Linked DNA regions of Mus musculus: all the other regions are linked to region 1. A link is a contact called in public HiChIP or PLAC-seq data. All regions are on one chromosome and are shown on one strand. The core of a region is the stretch at or near the end of the contact, and the rest is flanking DNA. Distances in the headings are between cores, read along the strand shown. Region 1 overlaps Gm30875 (a long non-coding RNA gene). Region 2 overlaps Atad5 (ATPase family, AAA domain containing 5). Region 3 overlaps Adap2 (ArfGAP with dual PH domains 2).

Region 1 (4,621 bases), core at 697-3,196:
GCAACGTCATGGTGGCTCACAAACATCCACAACAAAACTCTGATGGATGCCCTCTTCTGGAGTGTCTGAAGACAGCTACAGTGCACACACATATAATAATTAATTAATTTAAAAAAATGTTTTAAAAATTTAAAAAAATAAATCTTTGAAAAGAAAAACAGAAAGAGCCAGGCGTGGTGGTACATGCCTTTAATCCCAGCACTTGGGAGGCAGAGGCAGGTGAATTTCTGAGTTCGAGGCCAGCCTGGTCTACAAAGTGAGTTCCAGGACAGCCAGGGCTACACAGAGAAACCTTGTTTCGAAAAAACCAAAAAAAAAAAAAAAAAAAAAAAAAAAAAGAAAGAAAAAAAAAAAAAGAAAAAAAAGAAAAACAGAGAGAGTAAGAGGAAGTAGCACAGGAAGTAGAATGGAGGGACAATGAATTGGAAGGAGGTTTATTGAGAGGGCATGGTGAGCGGCATTCCTGGTGGGACATCAGTTGACGAGGAAGGTCCACTAGGTGCTTTCTCAGCCTCTCTGAGCTAGCTTCTGAGTCATAAAGTTAAAAATCATCCACATGTTGCACCTTGTGTTATACACACACACATACACACACACACACACACACACACACACACACACAAAACCAGTACACTGTGTAGGGAAGAGGACAAGAGGACAGCTTTGTGTACTGGTTCTCTTCTTCCACCTTTATGTGGTTTCAAGGGATTGAGTGTAAAGCTAAACACTTTTACCAATTCTCCTGAGCATTCTTTTTTTTTTTTTTTTGGTGGTTTTTTTTTTTTTTTTGAGACAGGGTTTCTCTGTGTATCCCAGGCTGTCCTGGAACTCACTCTGTAGTCCAGGCTGGCCTGGAACTCAGAAATCTGCCTGCCTCTGAAAGACCCACAACATGAGGACTCCCCCACGTTCTGACTCAGGAGAGGCGACACCCCAAAATCACCCACAAGAAACGGTCTCGCTGCAAACTGCAAGAGGATTTTTTTATTCAAGAGCGCTCTAGGGCCCATGGTCATACACCACGCAGGGGTAGAGGACCGTGGTGCCCCGAGTAAGGGGGTATTTAAAGGAAGAAACCACAACTCAAGGAGGTGGGAAGGGCGTTGTTGGAAAATACCAAAAATACCAGTTAAGAGTCACAAGGAACCGGGCGTGGTGGCGCATGCCTTTAATCCCAGCACTCGGGAGGCAGAGGCAGGCGGATTTCTGAGTTCGAGGTCAGCCTGGTCAACAAAGTGAGTTCCAGGACAGCTAGGGCTATACAGAGAAACCCTGTCTGGGGGGGGGGGGGGGGGAAAGAGTCACAAGGAAGTGCAAAGTTACAAGAGTCACCACGAGGAATACCTGGTAATTGTGAGGGTTATTTCTCAAAACAGTTTCTAAGAGCCCCTAACAAAAGCACATTTGCATAGCGGGTTCCAGCAATGGTCAGGGTGACTTTCTTTGAATGAACACTCTTTGAACCCAGGAAGCGGGTCGGTAGAGGAATGTCCCTATCTGTTTTATGATTAGCATACCTTTACAAAGGCCACATTCCCAAGCCTGGGCCTAAAGGCCTAGAATTCTGTTTTTACTTTGTTATACTTTCACCTCTGCCTGCCAAGTGCTGGGATTAAAAGCGTGCTCCACCACTGCCCGGTTTAACAAATTTTTAAAAATCTAACAACAAAAAGAGCCAGGTGGTGACTGAGCATTGACTAGCATACATACCATTGTTGAAAATATTAGTATAAAGTACTATATAAATGGTTCGATCTGGAAGAGTAGAAGGATTTAAAAAATAAATGTATCCAGGGGTGTGAGGGGAAAGAAGAAAGGAAGAGAATGATTTGGACATTCCAGGATACCAATACCTGGAATTTAGAAAGAAAGAGCAGAGATGCTGTTGCCAGCCCTGGGGCTGATCATATTTGATGTTAATTCCTGTGAGGGGCTGTGAACAAGGAATGAGTCAGCACTCAGGGGATTTCCTGCAAACCTGCACCCCACCTTAATTTGTAAAATAAAGGAGAGCTGATGATTGGGCAGATAAAAGGGAAGGTGGAGGGGAAGGTTGAGGGGGAGAGAAGATAGAGAAAATGGAGAGGGAGAGGAGGAGGAAGAAGAAAAGTGGAGCAGAAGCACATGGCCTGGAGAAACCACAAGTTCTAAGGGGTCTCATAGAATAGTGTGGCAGTAGATCTGCCCAATCTAGGCTCACAGCATGTATTCAAATAAACTGAGTTGTGTTATCATTGCCAGGGCATAGTTGGGTTGGAGATTTACTGCTGCAAGATGCAGAGGTGAGTGGAGTGTGTGTGTGATGAGATTGTGATGGTTCCTTATTTTTTTTTAAAGATTTATTTATTTATTATATGTAAGTACACTGTAGCTGTCTTCAGACACTCCAGAAGAGGGAGTCAGATCTCGTTATGGATGGTTGTGAGCCACCATGTGGTTGCTGGGATTTGAACTCTGAACCTTCGGAAGAGCAGTCGGGTGCTCTTACCCACTGAGCCATCTCACCAGCCTGTGATAATTACTTTTAATTGTCATTTTGACTCAATATAGAATCACTTGGGAAGAGTCGCAGTGAGGGACTGTCTAGATCAGGTTGGCCTGTGGGAGATTATCTTGATTCTCTGTGAAGATCCAGGCCACTGGGGGTAGTACCATTCCTTAGGCCAGGAGTTTGAGGACCATGTAAGTTTAGAGAGGGTGTTGAATGCAAGTTAGCTTACATACATCTCTCTCTCTCTCTCCCTTTTTCCTGCCCCTCCCCCCCTTGCCTGAGACTAGCTGTTCTCAAGTTCCTGCCACCTTGACTTCCCCACAATAATGGACTGTGCATGCAGCCTGAAATTGCCATCTAAAGCAGATCCCGTCTCCGCTGAGTTGCTTTTGTCTGAGTGTTTTTATCACAACAAGAGAAATGAAGCTGGAACAGAAACAGAATGAACAATGTGAAGGGAAACTAAGCAACACAAAAACATTTCCAGAACTAAACCCAAACCTAGCTAAACTGAGCCGGGCTACCCAGCTCAATGAATGAAAAGACACACATTAAGGCATGTCTTCCTGCCTTTTCAGAATATCAAAAATAGAGAAACCCTGTCTTGAAAAACCAAAACCTAACAAGCAAAAAGAATCATATAATCAGACAAATTACCACATTAATCAAGTGAGGTGATCAACCAAAGAAATTTTGAGACAATTAAGATCTTTAATTTTTTTTTATCATCTTACCCCTTTTCAGAAAGTTACTGGAGAATGTGCCCTACCAAACTAAAGGAAAAATAAATACAGAATCCAGATCACAAGGGACTCACACAAGAGCTGAAATCCCAGGACGACAGTGAAGAGAAACCCTAGAACAACAGTTGTGCAATTGGCTTCCTATTCAACCGTTCCGCAGTCACGATCGTATTAGGAAGACATTGTGAATATTTACAGTTCGGACAGCGCATTAGAGGGGACATTAATGGATCATGAGTACATAGAAAGCTTAATAAACCACATTTCATAATAACTGATCCCGGGAAAAACAAAAGGCTGGTAAAGGAAATACCGCTGCGTTATACTACACAGGGACACCGTGAACAGTAGCTTTGATTCCATAATAATGTAAATTAAAGTTTTATTTAGCCCACAATTGAGTTGCCCTTTGGGGGGAGAATTGAAGAAGATGAATGAAGAGCAGAACTGGCGAGGGACCAGCGACAATACCACACTTAGTGGGAACCAGACTCCGCTCGTCTCTCCGTAAAGACAGAGTTTTCCTGCAGTCTTGAACCCCCTTTCAGATTGATGAAGACTTCATAATCACCTGCTTTGGGGGAAACGGCAGGGAGTGCTCTCCTCAACTCAAGAGCCCCAGGAAAAGCGGCTTCTGGGAAGGCTGAAGCCCGGGCACCGCCCACGGCCTGCTTTCACAAGGAACGTGTGGTGGGCAGAGGCCGGTCCGTCGCTCGCTCGGAGAAGGATCAGGGAGCTGAGGCCAGGCGGGAGGATGGTGACCCGGTCCTGTTGTCGCGAGCGCAGTCGCGGACCCGGGCCGGCGGGAGACTTCCTTAGGGCGGTGCCTGCTCCGTGAGGAAAGCATCGGTTCCATTCCTGCACCCGGAGCTGCGACACCCAGCTAACTAAGACCTGTCCGTTCGCCAGTGCGGACTCCACCAGTCTTAGTGCTCCCGTTCCCACCCCACCTCCGACCTAGATCCCTCTCTCACCCCAGCCTCAATCCCACCCCTCTTCAGACCTGGGTCCCTTTTCCAATTCTAGTCTTAACCAATCCATCACTGAAGACCCACACATCCTCCCAGGACCTCCCCTCAGCCTTTCTAAGACATGAATCCTTCTCATCACTTCAGATCTTGATCTCTGTCTCCCATCTTGATCCTCTCTCCACTCTCACACCAGACCTGGAACCCTCTTCTATACCTAGGACCTATCTCCATCCTCACCTCAGACTTGACCCTTTCTTCCCACCCTGGCGTGGCGGAGATTCTCACCTCCTAACTAGCTAAGCGCTGCCCTCACTGTCTTACCCTAACTCCTCCAGCTTCGCAGCCCTCAAAGGCTCTGCTCAAAGGAAATGTGCAGGCAGGAGGGCAGGTGGCGGCTCGGCAGTGTGTTCCCGACT
Region 2 (4,625 bases), core at 391-2,890, 160 kb before region 1:
AGTCTAGCACCACCACACTCAGCTTCATATAGAAAATGTCTGTTTAGAACTTTGTTTTGTAGCTTGGGCTGGCATCAAATTCTTGATCTCTGTGATGTGAATATTCACATGCCTGGTGTCACAGTGAAATATCTTAATGGCTACCTTTTACCTGTCACAAGTCTGCCCCTCTCCATTGCCGAAAAGCTCCCAAATTAATTATCCCCCCCACCCCCGAGACAGGGTCTCTCCCAAGTAGCCCTGGCTGTCCTAAAATTCGGTTTGTAGACCACTCTGGCCTGGAACAAAGAGGTCTCCCTGCCTTTGCCTGGAGTGCTGGGATTAAAGGTGTGTGCCACCACACTCACCTCAGGCTTCCCTATTTCCATCCAAATTAGTTTCTTCAACAATCTGCTTCATTTGCAGGAGAAACTGTTAGCACTAAGTGTTTCCCATGAGCAATGGCCCAGCATTTGAAAATTAATAAGAAGAATCCCTGCCATTGGTTACTAATAAATAGAAGGTAACAAATCTACTTACTCTAGATTAGCTGCTGATTGGCGGAAGCATGCATCATGGCGCCTTTGTGAAACACAGACTGTGAGTTCATTGGTTGGGTCTCTTTCTAATTGCTTGCATGAATTCAAGGACTCCAGTGCTTTTGAAATGGTAGAAGAACACTCAGTAAAGCTCAGTGCTTCTGCAGTTGCTTTTAATTCTCCAGCGCTCTGAGGAGCCCACCTGTCTCTATTCTCAAGACTAAACTCATCACAAAGTCCACTTTTAACCCTTCCATTTGTCCAGTGAAAGGCACTTCTACCCAATTCATTCTGTTCCCCTGGATCTGTTAAAAGAGCATCTATGAAGGACATGTTCTCCATGAACTCACTGAGAGAATTTAAACAGTGGGAAACGAGCATGCAACACTTCTTCTCTGCTAGTGTCTTAGGGGGCTGAGGTACAGAGTGGGGCTTGAAACCACTGTTCTGTGTCTTAATCTCTGGATTGCTGTCTCTTCTTATGTTGTCTTCTACAGACAAGGAGGGTGCAGGAGATAGGCTAGGCAGTTCACCAGAAAAGTCTAGGCCAGTGTCAAACAGGTCACTGTCATCTAGGATCACCATCTTTTTCTGTTTCCTTTTCTGTGACTTTCTCAATGGCTGGTCTTTTGACTGCTTCCTGGTAAGATGCCCCATGCTTGCTGGTGCACTGGCCTGTGTAGTCACTGGGAAGCCATAAGCACCCCTTACATCTGGAACCACATGAACTGGCAGTGGCAGGATGACCTCAAGGTTACTATGTAGCAGATCGATATTTTGCACGTGGAATTCGGTGAGAACCTGAATGAGTTTCTGCCATTCTTCCTTTGTTGTGATCTTGTGCTGAAAAGCAATTGAATAAGAATGCTTTAAGAGTGCCCACTCCAGACATTCTCCCACCCTGATGAACACAGACTTGTCCTTAGGCATCTACTACATAGGTGACATGTTTTGTTTTGTTTTGTTTTTGGGGTGCCTCAGGAGACATGTGGAGATCAGAGAACTTGTGGAGTCATTCTCTCCTCCCCCCACCACGTAGGCCCAGGCATCACACTGGAGTGCTCACAGCCTTGAACTGCAAACACCTTTACTACAGAGCCACCTCCCCAACACCTATTATATCCTGGAAGGATTAAGTGGCTACTCTTTGTTATTTTATTAGATTATATTTAACACATCAAAACAGTACTGACTGGGCTGGGTAGGTTAGTGAAAAACATTTACCTAATAAGCACTAAGATCCTCAGACCAAACCCAGGGCTTCCGGAAGAAAACAAACAAATGAAAAAAAGGAAGAAAGGGATAGGAGGGAGGGGAAAACATTCTAAGTCTAAACTAGATTTACATTCAGAAACTAGTGTTCTTTATTTAGTACATACTCCAATTCAGTATCAGAAGGTCATTTACTTTTTATTTTTCTAGACAGAATTTCTCTATGTAGCCCTAGCTGTTCTGGAACCAAGCTTGAAGTAGAGACCCACCTGCCTCTGCCTCCAGAATTGTGCCCCACCATGCCTGGCTCAATTTAACCTGAGTCCCATCCTGTGTTTTTAAAGCTGTGCCTAGGCGTCAACACAGTCAATTGAGTTAAAAATCTCACATCTAGAGTTTAGAAAATGTTAAGTATGGGGCTGGAGAGATGGCTCAGTGGTGGGTTTTTCCAAAGGTCCTGAGTTCAAATCCCAGCATCCACATGGTGGCTCACAACCATCTGTAACGAGATCTGATGCCCTCTTCTGGTGTGTCTGAAGACAGCTACAGTGTACTTACATACAATAAATAAATAAATCTAAAAAAAAAAAAAGAAAGAAAGAAAGAAAATGTTAAGTGAATTTAAACCTGGATTAAGATTGAAAATGCAGGGTAAATACTAAGGAGATGGATAGAAACATGAATTCAACATTCCACACAGACACAGAAAATACCTTCAATAATGAAAGTAAGTCCTGGGATGGGGAGGCAATGTTCTTGAGTCCAAACAAAGCCTCTGCACAGCCAGTGTCACACCTGGGGAGGGCCACACGGTTCCTTTTGGGTTTTTTAGAGTTGATGTTTGCATCAGAGCCATCTTCTGAACAAACCAGTGTATTTCTGCTATTTTCTCCTAAAGAGTAATGAAGACCAATCTTATGTGAATGCTTTTGAAATGACCCAAATAGAAGACAGCACGGGCACCGGCCTTAGGGCTCCGCTCCATTCTGTTCTCCACAATGTGCTTGCCTCATTACAGACACAATGTAATAACTCATTTGAAAAATACCTAAGTGACACAATTCAAGCTGATCTTTTATTGATATATTATTAATTGTTTTTTATCCAAGGGCTATATTATTATTTCCTTGAGATAGGATCTCATGTAGGCCAGGCTGGCCTCACATTTCCAATGTAGGCAAGGATAACCTTGACCTTCTTGGTGTGTTTGGTGGTCAGAGGATAACTGCTACTGTTATTCCTAAGATATGCAGCCTTGGGCTGGTGAGATGGCTCAGTGGGTAAGAGCACCCGACTGCTCTTCCGAAGGTCCAGAGTTCAAATCCCAGCAACCACATGGTGGCTCACAACCATCTGTAACAAGATCTGACTCCCTCTTCTGGTGTGTCTGAAGACAGCTACAGTGTACTTACATATAATAATAAATAAATCTTTAAAAAAAAAAAAAAAAAAGATATGCAGCCTTGTACATCTGATCCTGCCGCCTCAGGGTGGGCGCCATCACACACATGTACCAGGATGGCTTTCCCCCCAATGCCTTATCGCATTAAGTTTTTGAGAATTTGCTAAAGTTGCCAGCTTACAGTGAAGGAAACTTTTAGCTAGTTCTATTGTTTGTTTGTTTGTTTATATGGACACTGTCTCTGTCTTCAAAAATACCAGAAGAGGGCATCAATCCCATTACAGATGGTTGTGAGCCACCTCGTGGTTGCTGGGAATTGAACTCAGGACCTTTGGAAGAGCAGTCAGTGCTCTAATCAGCTGAGCCACCTCTGCAGCCCAGGCTAGTTCTATTTTAAAAAGTAATTTTTAAGGGCTGCAGAGATGTCTCAGTGGCTCACTGGCTGCTCTTCCAAAGGACCCACGTTCAATTCCCAGCAACTGTATGGCAACTCACAATTGTCCTAGGGGATCCAAAATCCTCACACATGCAGGCAAAATACCAATGTATATAAAATAAAAATAAATTAAAAAAAGAAAAATAATGTTTAAATTTGGAACTAATTGAAAAGAAAAATGACAGGGGATTCGTTTTATAGAACTTCATCTTCCTCTTTCCTATTTTGTTTGTTGCCCTTGGGTTTGTGTGATCATTTATTTGAGCAGAATCTTTCCCTACAGAAGTGTGACTATGGAGCAGGCAACAAAAACTAGCAACACCCAGGGAACAAGCACGGCTGACACATGAAAACGTGGGACCTAGAATGGAGGAAGTAATCAATAATTGCTTATGCTATAATCAGGTTTCATCAGGTTAAACAGTGACTGGAGAGCAGAAAAAACTAAAAGTATCATGTGAGAAAAATATTACTGAAACCAAGTTCTTTTTTTTTTTTTTTTTTTTTTTTTTGGTTTTTTGAGACAGGGTTTCTCTGTGTCCTCGAACTCAGAAATCCACCTGCCTCTGCCTCCTGAGTGCTGGGATTAAAGGCGTGTGCCACCATGCCCGGCCCCAAGTTCTTAAGAAAATTAGAATTACAAACTTAAATATGCTACAAAGACATATAAGCTGGGTATAGTTACATAAGACAGAACTGCATGGGATCCTGTCTTAAAAACAAAAATGGGGGGGTGGAGGCTGGAGAGATGGCTCAGCGGTAAAGAGCACTGACTGCTCTTCCAAAGGTCCTGAGTTCAAATCCCAGCAACCACATGGTGGCTCGCAACCATCTGTAATGAGATCTGACACCCTCTTCTGGTGAGTCAGAAGACAGCTTCAGTGTACTTAGTTGTAATAATAAATAAATCTTTTTTTTTTTTTTTTTAAAAGGGACTAATAAAATGACTCAGCAGATAAAGGCACCTGTGGCTAAGCTGACAATTTGAGTTCAGGCCCTGGGACTCATAGTGTAGAGGGGAACTGACTCCTATAGTTGTCTTCTGATCTCCACACCA
Region 3 (4,288 bases), core at 538-3,037, 190 kb before region 1:
CACACACACAGGTTCAGGAAATACACACTTCACACAGTCCCATCAGGGAACATCTGGAAAGGGTGATTATCAGAGCCCAGGGGACTGCCCTGAGCTAGTCACAAGTCACAGACAGGAAGAGCTTCCAGCCACGGAAAAAGACAAGTGTGAGCTGCACAAAAAGGCTTAGTACACTTCTTTAAGTTTAGAAGACACTCCTGGATTCCTATTAGGAGACTGGTGTGGAGTGGGGCTAAGACTGTATTCCTTAGCATTAAGACTCCCAGGGGCTGTGATGCTGTGGGGTGCTGGGACACAGTTCTTCAGGTGGGGGTGGGGGCTGCATGTGGAGACATTCCTCCATCAGAGATGCTCAGGAGGGACCTGGAATGCACAGGCCAGCCACAAGGGGATGTCACACTGAGAGCACATCCTTCATAATGGTGAGCCAACATCGTCTCACCGGAGAACCACATCCCCAAGGGTTTCTCAGCTCCTCTCCAGTCAGCCATCCTGTCTCCTTCCTACCTACCTTCCTTCCTTCCTTCCTTCCTTCCTTCCTTCCTTCCTTCCTTCCTTCCTTCCTTCCTTCTCCCCCACCCCGACCCATGCTTTCCTTTCCTCATGTGTATGTGTGCATGCCTACACCCACACGCATATATGTGCCCCAGAGTGGGCCCACGAAGGACAGAAGACAGCCTTGGAGATCCCCTGTAACTGCAGTCAGAAGCAGCTGTGTGAGCCACCATGTGAGTTTAGGGAACTGAACCCAGGTCCTGTGCAAGAACAGCAAGTGCTCTTAACTGCTGAGACATCTCTCCAGCTTCCCCCTCCACCTCATTTTACAATGTTTAGAGAAGCCTTCTACAACTTCTGTATCTCCAGAGTCCTTTTTACTTTTTTGTTTGTTTTTTAGTATGTATGTATGTATGTATGTATGTATGTATGTATTTATTTATTTATTTATTTTTGTGGTGAGTCCCATGTAGTCCAGGCTAGCCTCCTCAAACATCTAAGTAGCAGAGATTAGCCTTGAACTCTTTTTTTTGTTTGTTTGTTTGCTTTTATCAAGACAGGGTTACTCTGTGAAACTTTGGCTATCTGTGGACCAGGATGGCCTTGAACTAACAAGAGATATGCCTGCCTCTGCCTCCAAAGTGTTGGGACTAAAGCATGAGTCACCACTGCTGATGCTGAAGACACCGAAGACACCACCGCCTGGCTAGCCTTGAACCCTTGATTCTCCTGCTTCTTCCTCCCATGTATGGCGACTGCACATGCACACCACATCACCTCTTCATTTTATTCTTATGTTTGATACAGGAGATTGTCATGGAGGCCACACTTGAACCTTGTTGTCCTCCTGCCTCTCTCTCTCATCCCCACTCCAATCACTACCCACATTCCCACCACTCCACGTGCTTCTCCTTCCTACCCTACCCACCCTTTGACCTATGACAGTCCATTCATTGCATACATTAGTTTAGATGTTGTAATAAATTCCTGTGCAAGTATTTCACAGTGGTGAGACACAATGGAAGCCTTCTAGGTTGCTCCTCCCCACTGGGTTGCTCCTCTCCCAGTTTCTCTGAGACCTGATCCTCAACCTCATACCCCAACAGTCCCCACCCTGCCTTGGATACAGCAGATGGACCAATAAAGAGACGGGACTGGACTTATCAGATCTGCTCTCTCCCAGGAATCTGGGATGGAGAGGCAGAAAGACTTGCTGGGAGATCTGTGGTGCAGGGCACAGAGGTCATGCACTGATTGAGGAAGTCATGTGAGTGCAGACTCAACAGAGAGCAACAAGTTCCTTTCTACGCCCAAAGCCAGACATAGCCAGACAGACACACAGGCCTAGTGGGACTTCTGAGTCTCCTGTCCTGGTGTTTGTTAAGGGCGTTCTTGGCAGGGTATGTTGGCCTATGCCTACAATCTCAGTGGGAGGAAAGTTGAGACAGGAGGATTGCTCCAAGTTCAAGACCAGCTGAGCTACATAGCAAAATACAACTCCTCCCTAAAAAGGAAAGAAAATGAAAATCAAAAGTTCTTGGGTCTTAGGCATTCAGAAAATGGAGCCACCTCAGAAAAAAAAGGAACCCAGCATGTACTTAGGCTATATTTATATTCGCAGCGTAAGGAGAAGAAAAACAGTCTTACAGGCCTGAGCAGACAGAAGCTGCAGCCCAGGGTGCTTCCATCACCTCTCACCACTGTCAAATACTTTCAAGGTGATGTTTCCTGGTCACTCGGTGCTTAAAGGCCCCGTGGGAGCCAGGTGTGGTGGTACACACCTTTATTCAGCACTCGGGTGTGTCCAAGGCCAGCCAAGTCTACACAAGTTCCAGGCTAGCCTAGATTACCAGGTATGAATCCTTCAAAATAACAACAATAACAACGAAATCCTCAGCTGGGCGTGGTGGCGCACGCCTTTAATCCCAACACTCCGGAGGCAGAGGCAGGCAGATTTCTGAGTTCGAGGCCAGCCTGGTCTACAAAGTGAGTGCCAGGACAGCCAGGGCTACACAGAGAAACCCTGTCTCAAAAAAACAAAAACAAAAAACAAAACAAAACAAACAAACAAACACCCAAAAAACAAACAAACAAAAAACCCAACCAAGTCCCCAAGCAAACAAAAACCAATCTACAAAGCAGGTAAAAGCCATGAGAAAGGGCTGGAGAGATGGCTCAGTAGTTAAGAGCACTGACTGCTCTTCCAAAGGTCCTGAGTTCAAATCCCAGCAACCACATGGTGGCTCACAACCATCCGTAACAAGATCTGATGCCCTCTCCTGGTGTGTCTGAAGACAGCTACAGTGTACTTACATATAATAAATAAATAAATCTTAAAAAAAAAAAAAAGCCGTGAGAAAGGTGGGCATTAGGGAGCAGTCCAGAGTCACCTCCCCAGTTTGAGGAACCCTGGGAAAATCTCTTCCTCTAACTCCAGATAGCTGCTGCCCAAGGTTCTCTCACCAGCAGAATCATACTTACACATAAAATAAAAGGAAGAGATCTAATTTTAAAAAAGTGTCTTGGCCGGGTGGTAGTGGCACACTGACCCCAGCACTCCAGTAGCAGAGGCAGAGGCAGCCGGATCTCTGAGTTCGAGGCCAGCCTGGTCTACAAATTGAGTTCCAGGACAGCCAGGGCTATACAGAGAAACCCTGTTTTGATCCCTCCCACAAAAAAAAAAAAAAAAAAAAGTTGTTAAATGGATGCTGGACTGAGGAACTCTCTACTGTGTGACCTGAGTAAGGGACCTGATCTGTCCCTGTCCCTTGAATGTGGGGAGAAAGTATTTTCAGGGTTGTCAAACATTCAGACATGAAGGCTAACAGTCACCAAGAGCACGTCTGGCAAAGTTAAATGACCCCACAGTGTCAGCCAATGCTTCTCCGTGTGTACTTAGCATCTCTGCCTGTCCTGTCACCGACTCTGCTGAGCCAGTTCACTCTCACATTTATCCTTTGCTTGACTGTTCTCCTCCTACAGGCTGATCTCCCCGTCTTGCTATGAATCCTAATTCGGCTGCAAAACCATGATCCTCCTGCCTCAGTCTGCCAAGTGATGGGACTACAAAGTTATAATGTTTCCTAAACATTTTTGTGTGTCCTCATCACTCAAGACTCTGTGAAAGTTTCTAATTGAGCAGGTCTCGGGTGGACTGAGACTAGTTTTGCTTATTTATTTTGGGACTGGACAGATAGATGGCTCAGCAGTTAAGAGCACTGGCTGTTCTTCCAGAGGACCCAGCTTTAACTCCCAGGACCCACACTAATCTATAACTCCCATTCCAGGGGAGTCTGATACCATCTCCTGGCCTTGTGAGCACCATGCACGAATGCGATACACAAACACGATGCAGGCAAAACACCCCTATTCATAAAATCACGTATTTTCTTAAAAGGTATTTGTTTCTACTTAATGTGTTTTACCTGCAGGTATGTCTATGCACCAACTAAGCATCCTGCATACACAGAAACCAGAAGAGGGCACTGGAGGTCCTGGAACTGAAGTCATAAACTATTGTGTCGGTGCCGGGAACTGAACCCAGGTCCTCTGCAAGGGCAGCAGGGGTTGCACTGAGCCATTCCTCCAGGCTCACAAGATCTTAAGTCATAAGGATGCTCTTGGTCCAGTTTGACATGTGGAAGGAAGGATCCTGGCCCTGTCCATTGACCCTTCCTCCTCAATCACAAACTCTACCCTACCCATACCTGCCCTTTCTTGTTTGTTTGTTTTTGTTGTTATTGTTATCGTCGCACTATGTAATCCAGATTGTCCTGGACCTGAATCTATAGAC

The links. HiChIP or PLAC-seq counts read pairs in DNA pulled down with a chosen protein or histone mark.
Region 2: an H3K27ac HiChIP or PLAC-seq map of embryonic stem cells shows a contact between it and region 1, with 15 read pairs. The contact joins two enhancer-like sites. A contact is called at or near these places in 4 of 115 datasets of contacts at active chromatin or transcription factors (the SCID.adh cell line, bone marrow-derived macrophages and embryonic stem cells) and 2 of 9 other capture datasets (adipose tissue and liver).
Region 3: an H3K27ac HiChIP or PLAC-seq map of embryonic stem cells shows a contact between it and region 1, with 8 read pairs. The contact joins two enhancer-like sites. A contact is called at or near these places in 4 of 115 datasets of contacts at active chromatin or transcription factors (bone marrow-derived macrophages and embryonic stem cells) and 3 of 9 other capture datasets (adipose tissue, liver and pancreatic islet).

What each region holds. Positions count from the first base shown.
Region 1 is chr11:79,973,751-79,978,371 of GRCm38.p6, reverse strand. Gm30875 (a long non-coding RNA gene) reads right to left here. Exons shown (of 2, transcript XR_388888.4): 2 at 3,194-4,621. Among named protein-coding and RNA genes, the nearest start is that of Gm30875, 3.1 kb to the right of the region's middle. Within about 2 kb of position 1,946, at least 7 of the 459 cell types and tissues checked have an H3K27ac peak or open chromatin away from gene starts, as enhancers often do. A contact at or near this core is called in embryonic stem cells, where this site is marked.
Region 2 is chr11:80,129,201-80,133,825 of GRCm38.p6, reverse strand. It overlaps Atad5 (ATPase family, AAA domain containing 5), which reads right to left. Exons shown (of 23, transcript NM_001029856.2): 20 at 2,444-2,622; 21 at 520-1,361. Among named protein-coding and RNA genes, the nearest start is that of Tefm, 11 kb to the left of the region's middle. Within about 2 kb of position 1,640, at least 9 of the 459 cell types and tissues checked have an H3K27ac peak or open chromatin away from gene starts, as enhancers often do. A contact at or near this core is called in embryonic stem cells, where this site is marked.
Region 3 is chr11:80,166,255-80,170,542 of GRCm38.p6, reverse strand. The region is part of intron 6 of Adap2 (ArfGAP with dual PH domains 2); the gene reads right to left. Among named protein-coding and RNA genes, the nearest start is that of Adap2, 14 kb to the right of the region's middle. Within about 2 kb of position 1,787, at least 57 of the 459 cell types and tissues checked have an H3K27ac peak or open chromatin away from gene starts, as enhancers often do. A contact at or near this core is called in embryonic stem cells, where this site is marked.